Linked DNA regions of Mus musculus: regions 2, 3 and 4 are each linked to region 1. A link is a contact called in public Hi-C data. All regions are on one chromosome and are shown on one strand. Each heading gives the region's core, a stretch centred on a gene start, on an enhancer-like site or on the middle of the called end of the contact. The rest is flanking DNA. Distances are from core to core; before and after follow the strand shown. Region 1 overlaps Lpp (LIM domain containing preferred translocation partner in lipoma). Region 2 overlaps Gm31814 (a long non-coding RNA gene). Region 3 has its middle 9.3 kb from the start of Gm38456. Region 4 overlaps Lpp (LIM domain containing preferred translocation partner in lipoma).

Region 1 (3,280 bases), core at 212-2,711:
GTCTGTATCAGTCACTTGTAATGTTCCTATCATAGTTACACAGCATCGGGACTTGTGTATAGAGGACCAAATCCACAGGCTGGCTGGAAAAGTGATCATGTCTTTGGAAGCTTGCATGATCTCAGTACAGAGGCAGCAGTAGCTGTTGCTCTCTGACCCTTTGCTGCTTTGGTCTTTGGTGTGTGTTTGGAGCATTTCCCATCCATAAACACCTGGAGTAGACGCATGATGAGGACTCCTTCCTAAAATGTAGGAAAGTCTCTGAAGCAACCTATGGGAACAGACACATAACTCAAAGCCTGATGTTTAAGCACAAGTTTGATCAAGTAAAGATGCTTTTACAGTGTGCTTGACAATGTTGGTCTTCTCTCTTAGCATGCCCTGGATTCAGATTTTTGATATAGATTTTTATGTGTTCCATCCATTGCATAATTTGAAACACACACACACACACACACACACACACACACACACACACACCAGGTCTCTTAGCTTCTTAATAATTTTATTATTTCATAGATCTGCAGACATAATTCCATTAAATAGAGGACTCTTCTGAGAAATCTTTTGCTAATGGTAAATTTAAAGCTTTTTGTTGTTGTTGTTGTTGTTTTCTGATCACATTTCTCTGGGTTGAATTAATCCATATATAAACATTACTAGTTTTATAGTGAAATTGCCATCTGCCATCATGTTGTCTTATCCTTCAACATGGTCTAGCTGAGACCAGGTCCAAATCTTGGCTAAGTCTCTGTCTGGTGACTATAGAGAATCTTCATTCTTTTGTACAACGAATTTGGCACATATTATCATGCCATTAAGTGGAAGTGGTTTTGGAAGTGGAAGGAGAATAAAGCTGGAGCCCCAGGGGAGGATGGAGACTTGGAGAATGATGGGTACCATGCAGGTGGCATCAGACCACCCTTACTACCACTGCTTTTCCCACTCTTTGAAGAATAATGGTTTCTCCTAACTACTTAGAGCCTTTTCAAGTTTGGCTTTGTTCTGAACAGCACTCCTAGATCGTCTTCATGCATGCTCAGTATAAAAGACTGTGGGTGGGAAAGATCTACCAGGCTTAATGCTGATGTTTTGTCTTAGTAACACTGACTAGAAGGTGGCATGCAGCCAGATAGGGTTAACAGGACATCAGGGAGGTTGTGGAAATGTGTGAAAATGGACAAAACACACCAGTAATCACAATAGTTACCAAACAATGGGCTAGTTTTCTCAGTTGTCAAAACAGTGTGACAGAACAACTCAGCTTCATTTCCATCCAGATCTAAACTGTAGGATGGTGCTATTCACTTTCAGCAATTGTTTGACAATGGTTTACTCCTGAAAGACATGGAATCAAATTGTTTCCACAAAACACAAATTTAGTTATGTTATAAAATTGACCTTTGGATGTCTACTCTGTGTTCCCTGTCAGCAGTCCCATGGGTTAATGTTTTACTTGTTCTTTCTCCAAAGTCTTTGCACAGTGTATGTTCACATGCTTAAGTGTATCTAGTTTACTAGTGAGATCTCATTAAGCATGTTCCGGTTTCTTGTTATATCCTTTTTATAGCATTATTACAGCTTGGCACTAACATTTTTTGTTTTGAAACAAATTAAATTGAAACTCAGACAGATAATAAACAAGCTATCCAAGGTCTTGTGGCTTACAAAAAAAAATGGAGACTTTGATTTGAGTACAGCTATGTCTAAATGCCAGTTCCATAGTCTAATGTTCCGACTTGTAAAGTCTGTGTAAGAATTTTTTTGTTGAGTGTGCACACACTGAACTATGGATAACTGTGTGGCTATAGGTAGATAGATATCAAAATTGGAAGGGAACAAATTTGTTTTTGAAAGTGTGTCAGAGTGGAACCCAGCCAGGACAACTTCAATTTTGATAAAAATTAAAACCTTAAAGGAATGAATGGAATTTGAGTAATAAAAGCTCACAGTGATGGTGACGGAAACTGTCAGCCTGCTGTCTTTGTAAAGATGTTATAGATTATCCTATGTGAGCTTGCTTTGAAGCTTTGAATGTAGAAAAGGTAACTGAAAATGTCTATTGTTTAGAAATGTTGTAACTGTGTGTGTGTGTATGTGTGTGTGTGTGTATGTGTGTGTGTATGTGTGTGTGTATGTGTGTGTATGTGTGTGTATGTGTGTATGTGTGTATATGTGTGTGTATGTGTGTATATGTGTGTGTATGTGTGTGTATGTGTGTGTGTATGTGTGTGTGTGTATGTGTGTGTATGTATGTGTGTATGTGTGTGTGTGTATGTGTGTGTGTATGCGTGTGTATGTGTTTGTATGTGTATGTGCTCTTGCATGCTCATGCCTTTGAATGTGTTTCTGTGTGTCTTTATAACTCATGGAATTCAGTTCTCTTTGATGCTTTGGTTTTGTTGATTACATTCAGGTCAACAAGCTTTGTGCTTCTACCTCCAGGGCCCATCTTGAGAGCCCAATAAAAAAATCCCAGGTTGACTCTTCGATGGAGGAATTGATAGAAAAGTAGATTAAATGGTTGCATCTTTCCAGCTGTCTGAAGGAAATATCAATCCAGGATAGCAATGATCCCCCTTGAGAATCTTTACTCGTATCTTATATATTTTACTGTCTTCTCCTTGATTTCTTGGTCTGTTCAGAGGTCTCCTTTTGTAAGAAACTCCTAACTCTTCCTGAAGCTTTAACCACTGGGGTAAATGGGTGGGCAAGCTGAATAGGAGACTCAGGGAAGGGAACTGAAGCCCAACACTTAGTTGTACACACATTGAGCAAACACATGGGTTTTTCATGTTTTCTGCCCTGAGCTGGTTAGGATTGGAAACAGAAAAATGTAATCTTTGCCTGGCTCTTTATAGTAGTAAAGGAATAAGAAATTAAAGCCTGACCAAGAAGGATCTTAAGAGACCTTATCCAAGATGGAGAGATGAATTCAGAACTTTCCCACAAATGATGTAAGGAACTATTGTCTTAATAGGTAACTCAGAACTCTTAAAGAAGTACATTGCAGTGTATCAGCTGCTGCAGGAATGGGTACTGGGCAACCGCCATAGCCCCTCCCTTAAAGGAGGATAAATCCTTTGACTCCATGTGCAAAGGAGCTCAGGGAATACTGATCTGCAGCAGTGAGAGGGTTAAAAAAGTCCATCATTGTATAAGAGGCCCTGCGATCTTGTCTGAACCATGTCAGGATGTTGCCTGCACGCTGTCTTTGCTGATCACAGTAATCCGGTCATAAGAGAAAGAGAAGTAATAAGAGTGTCTCTTAGCAACCAAC
Region 2 (3,280 bases), core at 430-2,929, 400 kb before region 1:
AATCCATGGGTCATTCAGGCATATAAAGTACTCTTGCTTAATTGCAAAATTAACAATGGAACAGGATAAATCATTACCAAACTGAAGGTTATTCTGGGATTCATGGATTTTTTTTTCTTTTCCTCACCCAACTCATTTTCTCCATCTAAAGTTGTTTTCGACACTTGGTTAAATAAAAAAAAAAAAATCTGGACTAAAGCAACAGTCAGTACATGCCAGCTCTTCAGGGCATCAGCTAAGGGAGCTTACACACACAGAGAACTGGAGTACTGGTAAACCCATCTTACAAAGTGTTTCCCAGAATGCCTTTGCTTCCTAAGTATTCACATGATTCACAGGACTTGGGAAGCCATCCATGGCCTCAAGAAATCATCTCTGAAGACTTGAAATTTAGCTTCCATTTCTTAGCAACACAGAGTTTTTTCAGGACAACCTAATTTTGAAGCTTAAGCAACCTTTGTCCAATCACTTATTGACTGTTATATTCCAAGCACCATGATAAATGATGAGTGAAGGAAAAAAAAAAAAAAGCAAACAAAGATTCAATCTCTTTCTCAACAAACTTCCAGTCCCTGGGTTCTTTGGCTTTTGTGATTACATAAAAAGCACCTAGCTACACATACCAGTGCCTGACAAATACACAAGTGAATGCTCACAACCATCCATTGGACAGAGCACAGGGTCCCCAATGAAAGTACCCAAGGAGCTGAAGGGCTTTACAGCTCCATAGGAAGAACAACAATATGAACTATCCAGTATCTCCAGAGCTCCTTGGGACTAGACCACCAACCAAAGAAAACACATGATAGGACTCATGGCTCTTGCTGCATATGTAGCAGAGGATGGTCTAGTCGGTCATCAATGGGAGGAGAGGCCCTTGGTCCTGTGAAGGTTCTATGCCCCAGTATAGGAGACTGCCAGGGTCAGGAAGCAGGAGTGGGTGGGTTGGTGAGCAGGGGAAGGGGGAGGGATATGGGGGATTTCGAGGGGAAACTAGGAAAGGGGATAACACTAGAAATGTAAATAAAGAAAATATCTAATAAAAAGGAAAGAAGAAAGAGTTTTGAATTCAAGTTTGGGAGACATTGTCCAATATCTATGGACTTGAGAAGAGCACTTTACTCCCAAGAATCTTGATTTCCTCGTCTGCAGAATGAGAATGAAGACCCTGCACTGGATAGTTTTATGACAACTTGACCTGAACTATAGTCATCTGAGAGGACAGAACCTCACTTGAGAAAAATGTCCCCACAACATTGGACTAGAGGCAAGCCTGAAGAGCATTTTCTTAATTGGTTATTGATATTATAGGTCGTACCACCCTGGGCTAGTGGTCCTATGTTCTTAAAAAAAAAAAAAAAGCAGGCTGAGCAAGCTATAAGGATCAAGCCAGTAAGCAGCACTCCTTCATGGCCTCTGCATCAGCCCCTGCCTTCAGGTTTCCACCCAGTTTGAATACCTACCTTGACTTCCCTTGATGAACTTGGGATATGTAAGCTAAATAAACCCTTTTCCTCCCCAAGTTGGTTTTGGTCATGGTGTTTCATCAGAGCAATAGCAAACCTGACTAAGACCGAAATTCAAACCAGGATTGTGGGTTATTTCTGTGACAGACTTGACCATGTTGTCTTTCAGAGTACTGTGAAAGGACTTTGGAACTTTGAGCTAGAGAAACCATTGAATGTTAACAGTTCAGTGGGCAGTTTGGTAAGAGCTGAGAAGATAAGAATGTTGAGGGCAATGCAGGTCTAGGTTGTGAAGTCTCAGAGGGAAGTTTCAATTTTCTTCCACAGCCATTTACTATTTTGAGTTAAGATTTTGTGGTTCTTCTCATTTGGGGCTGGAGAATAAGCTCTGGTTATCAAAAGATCAGCACCATTGAAGTGAAACCTACTTTAGTAGGACAACTGATAGTGGTTAGTTGGAGCTGAGAAACTATTGGCAATGAAGAAGATACCAGAATCATGGAAGGGAAATCTGGAAAGTAGCTTTTCCTCAGGCTCAGCCCACAGAGCTGTGTACCACAGGTGGCCAAGGTTGTACCTTGTGCTGGCAGCCAAACACAGTAGTAGTGTATAAAAGTCTTCTGGGTGGTAATGGTTTAGAAGGCATGGATGGGTCATGTAGAACAACTGGAGCTGAGCTTCTGGGGCGGGTGGTAGCAGAGGCCATTGGTCAAGGTACAGCCTTGGTAGAAGTTGAAGACAAAGGATTGAAGGGGTCATGAAGAGGGTTGAGGCTTGGTACCATGAACAGAGCATAGGAGAAGCTATTGGTGAATGCAGCCCAGTGGAAACAGAAGACCCCAGAAGTTTACTACCATGAAATGACTGCCAAGTGCCAAGAACAAACACCATCAGCCTTGCAATGGAGCCAACCGGAACATTGGAGCCAGTCTGTATGTAAAGCAGAGGGTGGAGTCAGAGCAGGGACCCGAGCCCTTTGGAGGAGCCCAGAAGATCAGGAGTGAATCACACATTGAACATTGATTTATTTACACTATTGGATTTTGGTTTGGTTTTGATCTGATTGCAGCTGTACCCAGTGTCTTTTTTTTTCTGGGCAAAGTATTTATTTTTTTATTGTACTGGATCCCACAGTTGAGAGACTTTGAACGTTCGAAGATATTTTGGAACTTTACAGAGATTTTGCATTTTAAAAGAGACTGGATATTTCTAAAGAGATGTTTGAAATTGTAAGGCTATGGAACATCTTAAGCGTATAAAAATTCTTATATTGCAATGTTGATATTAATGTGTCATCTAGGGGATGAACAAGTAAACAAAGTTTATAGCTTACCAGAGATGTGTTTATGTGTCAATTTGACAAGAGGTTAATTATGCTGGCTAGTTTTACGTCAGTTTGACACAAGCTATAGTCATTTGAGAGGTGAGAGTCTAAATTGAGAAAAAAAATCCTCCATAATAGTGGGCTATGGAGAGGCCTGTGGTGCATTTTCTGTATTAGTGTTCATGCTGGAGGGCCCTTGGCTGGTGGTTCTGGGTTCTATTAAAAAGCAAGCTGAGCAAGCCATGAGGAGCGAAGCCAGTAGGCAGCACTCCTTCGTGTCCTCTGTATCAGCTCCTACCTCCAGGTTTCTGTCCTGCTTGAGCCCTGCCTTGGCTTTCCTCAATGAGCTGTGCCTTGGGATGCATAAGCCAAATGAAATCTTTTTCTCTGAGTTACTTTTGATCTTGGTTTTCATCACAGTCACAGTGACCCTGACTAATACAGAAATACAGATCGACTTCATGGGTTCTTTTGAGAGCCAGTGAAACGA
Region 3 (3,280 bases), core at 390-2,889, 320 kb before region 1:
ACTGTGGCACAGTTTCAGGAGTTTTGAAGTTATCTCAGAAAATGAATTCAGCAGTGGGTCCCTTAGTCCAATTTTGGGGGCTCACGTGTGTCTATGAATTTGTCCTTTTCTTATGGATTTTCCAGTTTGAGAGGACCTAAATTTTCAAAGTATTACTTAATGTTCCCTGGAGGGAACCTGTTGCAACTACCCCCTTTCTAATCTCTAGTTTTCACTTTGAGAATTCTTTTTGGTCTGTTTGGCTAGTGATTTGTCAATCTTGTTTATCCTTTCAATGGATTTAACTTTTTGTTTGATCAATTCTGTGGACTTTTATTAAGTGTGTACATCATATTGTGTAAATATGTAAGTACATAATCTTTATTGTTATTATTTTTTTACCTGATGCTTTAGGGTACGGCTGGTTCTTGTTTTTATGAAGTCATGAGTTATATATGACTGAGTTAGCATTGACTATCAACTTGACGCAGCCTAGGATCATCAGAAAAAGAATATCAATTGAATAATTGCTTTCAATGAAGCTGGTCTATGCACATAACTGTAATGAGTTGTCTTGAACATTTTAACTGCTTTAAAAAAACCAAGGTTACCATGGGTGGCACCATTGTATAGGCAGGGGCTCCTAGACTGTAAGAAAATTTAGCAAAGGGTCCGAAGATATGGGCAGTGATTAAGAGCATTTACTATTCTTGCAGAGGACCCAAGTTCAGTCCCCAGCACCCATGTCAGTGGCTTACAATGCCTATAACTCCAACTCCAGAGCATCTGGACACTTCCTGTGGCCTCTCGGGGTACTCGCATACCTCTTTACAAATATAAACACAGAAACACATACATACCTATAATTAAAACAAAACAAAATAAGAAAACTAGCTAAGTATAAGCCTGTGGATGCACCATAAAGGAAGAATGAGTGAGCCAAGGAATTAGCTGGCAAGCAGCTTCCCTCCACGGTCCTGTCTCTTGCTTTCTGCCTTGAGTTCCTAACCTGACTTTGTTCAATGGTTGATTGTGCACCATGAGCCAAATAAGCCTTTCTTTCCTCTAAAGTACTTTTTGGTCGTGGTATTTTATCAAAGCAGTAGAGAAGTTAACCAATACAGTCAGGTTATTTACTTGAGATCTCTCTGGTACTTTGTGAGCACAGTCACTTATAGCTATAAGCTGCCCTCTTAGATCAGCCTTAGCTGTGCCAGTGGGGTTTCTAACGGGTTGTACTTTCATTGGAACCTGTTCTGGGCACATTTTAATTATCTAAATGGCTCACTGTTTGTAAAAGAGCATATTAGCCAGTCTCCATATGTTTTGTAGCTTCTCTTGTTATTGGCTTCTAGTTTTTCATTATTTGTTTTTTTTATAGCAGGTCTTCCTGCAGACCTGCCAGTGGTATAATGACACGGGTGCTTTTAAAATAGCTTAAAGCTCAGCCCTTCAACTGGGGCAGTCTCCAGCTACCTCATCCAGCTTATCCTGACGATCTTGCCTATGACCTACCACATGACTAGATCTACATCTTTCTTTGCTCCCCATCTGTTCCCTTTGGTGTCCCTTCTCTGACTCTCCCATTGCTGCATTCTTTCCCTTCATTCTCTCTGTCCAGAAGTTCCACCCTCCTCCTTCCTGCCCAGTTATTGGACATCAGATGTTTATTACAGCCCATCACTAGTGAGACAATCTCTGATACAATTCTAGGTTGCCCTGGGCATGTGAGGAAGGACAAATATTTACAAAACAGAAAAATCCAGTGTCAGGCCAGAGAACTGATAGCACCAAAACCCTGCCAGCACTCAGCTCTCTGCCAGTGCAGAATTAACCATTGAAAATGCAGAGTCACCCATTGTGAAGAAAAGTTATCGCTACACTTTGGATTTGACTCCTTTATTTTATGTTCATGAGTGCTTTGCCTATATACATATCTGTATACCATGTGCATGCCTGGTGACCTAGAAGTCAGAAGAGGGCATCAGTTCCCCTGGAACTGGAGTTACAGACAGTTGTCAGCTGCCATTTGGGTGCTGGGTCCTCTGCAAGGTCAAGTGCTCTTAACACTGACCAACCTGGCCTGCCCTTTCACTTCTAGTTTTAATCCATCATGACCTGAGAAAATATAAGAAAGTAGTGTAATTTTCTTGTTTTGTTTTGTTTTGTTTTTTAGTTACTTTATATCCTGATCACATCTTCCCCTCTCACCTCTCCTCCCAATCTCCCCCTCTCATCTCCTCCCTCTCCACCCCCATTGTCCCATCCTCTCTTTCTCTTCAGAAAAGGGATATCCTATCCATTTGGCCCATCACTGGATTTTCTACAGATATCAACCCTCCTTGGCATAGCAATTTGTGGCTAAACTAGGCCCATCTTCTCTTGCGGAAGCTTCACAAAACAGCCCAGTTAAGGGAAAGGGATCCAAGGATGGTCAACAGGTTTCAGAGACAGCCCCTTCCTCTGTTGTCAGGACACCCACATGAAGACTGAGCTGCACAATTGTTACCTCTGTACTGAGGGCCTAGGTCCGTCCCATGCATGCTCTCTGGCAATTCAGTCAACTTGGCCATATGGGCCAAGGTTAGTTGATTCTGTAGGTTTTCTTGTGTTGTTCTTGACTTCTCTGGCTCCTTCAATCCTTCCTCCCCCTCTTTCTTTGAATTCCTCAAGCTCTGACTAATGTTTGGCAGTGGGTCTCTGCATCTGTTTCCATCAGTTGCTGGGTGAAGCCTGTCAATGAGAGTTATGCTAGGTTCCTGTCTGCAAGTACAGCTTGGCCAACAGTCATCAACTGGTCATTCCCTCAATTTCTGTTCCATCTTTACCCCTGTATATCTTGTAGGTAAGACAAATTTTGGCTCTAAGGTTTTGTGGCCGGGATGGCATCCCAGTACCTCCACTGAAAGTCTTTTCTGGTTGCAAAAGATGGCTAGGAGTCTTAGCTATGGTCACCCACAAAGATTCCTGGGGATTTCCATTGGTCTGTGTTTCTAGCTCATCCCAGAGATGTCCCCTTCTCTCTCCCCATACTCTCTCTCTCTCCAACCTCCCCCTACTTATCCCTCCTGCTCCTTTCATCCACCCCTGATGTCTATTCTATTTCCCCTTTTCAGTGAGATTCAAGCAACCTCTATTGGGTCTTCCTTATTACTTAGCTTTTTTGGTTATGTTGTAGCATGGCAATCCTGTACTTTATGGCTAAGAACCACTTATAGGCGAGTACATTCTATATTTGTCTTTCTGAGACTGGGTTACCCCACTTCTGATGATCTTTCCTAGTTCCATCCATTTGCCTGCA
Region 4 (3,280 bases), core at 243-2,742, 260 kb after region 1:
ATATGTTATGTAACAACTGTGTGCCCATGAGCTCTAGAGAAGGCAAAGGCCAGGTCCCATTCATCTTTCTCTTCTCGGTGAGTTCCAATGCCTGCTCTGTGCAGTAATCACTTGACACTTGTTTATGTGGATATTCACATTCTGTGTTACCTGTTCCAGCTACATGTTAAGATTCGTTGCCATTTGCCCAAGAACTGTTCTATTAAAACATTTTCAATTTTACTAGAAATTTAATGAGAATTCCTCTATTACTCTGTGAATTTTTACCAATCCAGTGTTCAAAGTTGTATGTGGAAAGCAGTGTCTCAGAGGGAAGCAATATGAAACACATGGAACATCTTTCAGGAGCCACATGACAAACCACAAGATTCAGATAAGAATGAAATTCCCTCTAAAAGCAGGCTTAGAGGCTGGGCACAGGATCCTGATAAGGTAGCAGGGAGCCAATGGATTCAGGCTTTGAAAGCTAGCTGGGAAATTCCATGTATGTGTAAAAGGGAGAAAGCCTTTTACCAAGCCATGCATGAAGGTTACTGCTGTCTCTGCTAGGCTGCCACATAAGTAGGTCAATAAATAGTTCATTCAAGTATAACTTTAGTACCTATTCTAAATGGTTTAGAATCTTTTGAATAAGCATGAATTTAAAAAAAAAGAACCCTCTAATATATTGTTCCAAGATTTTTAGCTCAGCAAATCTCTTCTACAATCTTTTGGAGTTGGCAAGTTCCTCAGAAGCTATCCTAAGGATAGTGGTGGTATAGACAAGACAGACGAAGGGGCTCATCACTGCCCTTCATGCCCCCTCTCCTTATTGCTTTAGTGGACAGTAGGACCACCTAGTCCTCAGGATCCATCCTCAGAGCACTGCTGGAAGACCTCTCCATCTTCCTTGATCAGGTACTGATTTACAAAAGCAAGAGTTTGGCCAGCCCATGTCTCCGATTCCCACTGCCTTGTTCTTGAAGTTGCTCTTCATGTTTCCCTCCAGCAAATCCCATGGGGAACCTCTGAAGTGCCTAAGTTACTCTTTAATAAATATCTCTCTTCTCTGAGGCACCATCCCTCCTAGTTGAACCACCTGCCACAAGCTAAATTATTCCTTAGTGTTTACACCTTGCGGATATTTATAGCCATCATCATGGCACCCCTTAGTCATCCTCCAGCCCCGGTGTGTTACATATATAGCTCTTTTAATCTTTCTACAAAGTCAGACTCCTCAGTCTCTTAATCACTTGTACCATCCTCTCTCTGGTGCCTATAAGAGAACAGTTTGAATATATCCCAGATGGCAAAAAATAACCCCAACATGTGGTAACTAGGGGGAGAAAACCACGGAGGAGATGAAAGGAGCAATCTCCAGGTTAATTAGTGGGGTGGCCGCAAATATGTGCACAGTTTGTTTCAGAAATAAAGCAAGCTGTATTTGTTGTAACTGTCTCCACTTTGAACTCAGTAGTATGTTGGTGGAGCCAAGCTGTGTTGATGGTCCAAACAGCCACTAAAGACCTTTGACTTTGTACTCCCTCTGTGTATCTCTTGCTTAAGATGGACTTCAAATAGGATCACATAGCGATACAAGAAAATATTACTAGTTTCTGTTTAGTTTTATGGCTTTACGTGGTTTCTGAGCTTCATATAAGCTCAGTAAGGGAGGACCTTTGACTTGTCTCTCTCGTTATTAGGCACATGGGTATTAGTCATCTTATAAAATTAGCAGTGTTTACTGAATATGATAGCCTAAATAAGGAACAACTTCAGTACAAGAGTGATTGCTCAGAAATGCTCCACAGACAGCAGGAGAATATGGCCATTTCCAAGTTTGTTTTTTTATTAGATATTTTCTTCATTTACATTTCAAATGCTATCCCGAGAGTCCCCTATACCCTCCCCCCACCTGCTCCCCAACCCACCCACTCCCACTTTCATAATGTTTTGAAAGGCTATGCAGAAATGTCCACTAAGTGATTTTCTCCACACCTGATTCAGCCTTGATTCAGTTTATGTACTTATCTTACAAAATGTATCTTGGGTTGGAAAACTAAACTCTGAAGGAGTCCTTAGGAAAACCTCCCGATTCCTTTGGGGGAGGCTGCAGGATGTACCATCTGTAAGAAGAGTGTGCCTCAGCTGTATAAGAAAGGTAGCTGGCAAGGCATAGGAGTGCATGCTTTTAGTCACAGCACACAAAGTCCAGACAGCTTAAAGCAAAACCAGAGAAGAATGCTGCTTACTGGCTTGCCAGGAAAGGAACTTGCAACAGAAACAACATGTAGGAACGCTCTTCACTAGCTTGCTCAGTTCCTTTTCTTATACACACCAGACCCACCTGCCCAAGGATGGCACTGCCCATGGTGTGCTGGGTCCTCTAGCATCAGCCATTAATCAAGAAAATGCCTCATAGATATGCACACAGGCAAATCTGATGGAGATGGGTCCCTCAACCGAGATTTCCTCTTCTCAGAAATGCATGTCTAAGTTTGTGTTGAGATGACAGAAGGTATTGCAGGAAGGTACCTGAGGATGGGCCTGAAGTCAGCCTCTTCATTAAGTTCCTGTATTGAGTTTTTGCCTTGGCTTCCTTTGATGATACACTGTAAACTCTAAGGTGAGATAAGACCTCTCCTCCCCAAATGCCTCTTGGTCATATGGTGACCACAGCAACAGAACACACAGCAGAGAGGATGTGACCAGCCTCCATCTGTGACTCCTAGGAAATTTTCCTTTTCCCAGAGTCTCACGTGGTCCAGAAAGTGTTCCTTCTGGCCCAGCCATGCCCCTCCTATAGAATTGTATGCTTTCTTCTGCAGATGTCTCTAATGTTCTTTCAGGCTGATCAACTCTGACAGTTTCTTCGTGTTTTCTTTTACCAAGCATTTGTCTGCAGCTTAGAAGATATGAGTCTCACCAGAGTTCATTAGAATAGATTTTAGGCTTTAATATTTGTAACTGAGCAGTTCTGCCAGTCTGAAGGTAGCCAAGGACAACCATTTCCTCTCACACACAAAGTAAGGTTGTGAAGGGACTTTTTCTCTGAATGAAGGAGGGGAAGAGGAAAGTAGAAGCCTTCTCATGTTTTATTCAAATGTTAACAAAGAAATCGAGAAGTGTGTTTCCTTAAAATTGACACCATTTTTATCCCAAATGTTCCGGTGAGTGATAGTGGGTATGGCAGGCAGTCACAGCAGGGGGAGCTTTCTCCAGGAGCTCAGTCCCCGTGGGAAGCATTACCTCCAAGTAATACACTAATCGCTTTGAATCCTGCATATTTTCACATACTGTG

What was found. A called contact is a pair of places that touch in the nucleus more often than the background predicts.
Region 2: a contact with region 1 is called in a Hi-C map of liver, with 2.4 times the contacts expected there. The contact joins two enhancer-like sites. A contact is called at or near these places in 1 of 15 datasets of contacts at CTCF or cohesin (CD8 T cells), 6 of 484 Hi-C or Micro-C datasets (group 2 innate lymphoid cells, liver, natural killer cells and 1 more) and 4 of 115 datasets of contacts at active chromatin or transcription factors (CD8 T cells, bone marrow-derived macrophages, effector CD8 T cells and 1 more).
Region 3: a Hi-C map of liver shows a contact between it and region 1, with 2.4 times the contacts expected there. The contact joins two enhancer-like sites. A contact is called at or near these places in 1 of 15 datasets of contacts at CTCF or cohesin (large pre-B cells), 1 of 484 Hi-C or Micro-C datasets (liver) and 2 of 115 datasets of contacts at active chromatin or transcription factors (bone marrow-derived macrophages and thymic regulatory T cells).
Region 4: a Hi-C map of liver shows a contact between it and region 1, with 2.4 times the contacts expected there. The contact joins two enhancer-like sites. A contact is called at or near these places in 2 of 39 promoter capture datasets (both in liver), 1 of 15 datasets of contacts at CTCF or cohesin (CD8 T cells), 6 of 484 Hi-C or Micro-C datasets (bone marrow-derived macrophages, large pre-B cells, liver and 1 more) and 2 of 115 datasets of contacts at active chromatin or transcription factors (CD8 T cells and bone marrow-derived macrophages).

Annotation. Positions count from the first base shown.
Region 1 is chr16:24,621,295-24,624,574 of GRCm38.p6, forward strand. The region is part of intron 5 of Lpp (LIM domain containing preferred translocation partner in lipoma); the gene reads left to right. Among named protein-coding and RNA genes, the nearest start is that of Mir28a, 200 kb to the right of the region's middle. Within about 2 kb of position 1,462, at least 15 of the 459 cell types and tissues checked have an H3K27ac peak or open chromatin away from gene starts, as enhancers often do. A contact at or near this core is called in liver, where this site is marked.
Region 2 is chr16:24,223,607-24,226,886 of GRCm38.p6, forward strand. The region is part of intron 1 of Gm31814 (a long non-coding RNA gene); the gene reads right to left. Among named protein-coding and RNA genes, the nearest start is that of Gm31814, 38 kb to the right of the region's middle. Within about 2 kb of position 1,680, at least 5 of the 459 cell types and tissues checked have an H3K27ac peak or open chromatin away from gene starts, as enhancers often do. A contact at or near this core is called in liver, where this site is marked.
Region 3 is chr16:24,303,897-24,307,176 of GRCm38.p6, forward strand. No RefSeq gene overlaps it. Among named protein-coding and RNA genes, the nearest start is that of Gm38456, 9.3 kb to the left of the region's middle. Within about 2 kb of position 1,640, at least 4 of the 459 cell types and tissues checked have an H3K27ac peak or open chromatin away from gene starts, as enhancers often do. A contact at or near this core is called in liver, where this site is marked.
Region 4 is chr16:24,877,624-24,880,903 of GRCm38.p6, forward strand. All of the region lies in intron 9 of Lpp (LIM domain containing preferred translocation partner in lipoma), which reads left to right. Among named protein-coding and RNA genes, the nearest start is that of Gm22672, 4.9 kb to the right of the region's middle. Within about 2 kb of position 1,493, at least 35 of the 459 cell types and tissues checked have an H3K27ac peak or open chromatin away from gene starts, as enhancers often do. A contact at or near this core is called in liver, where this site is marked.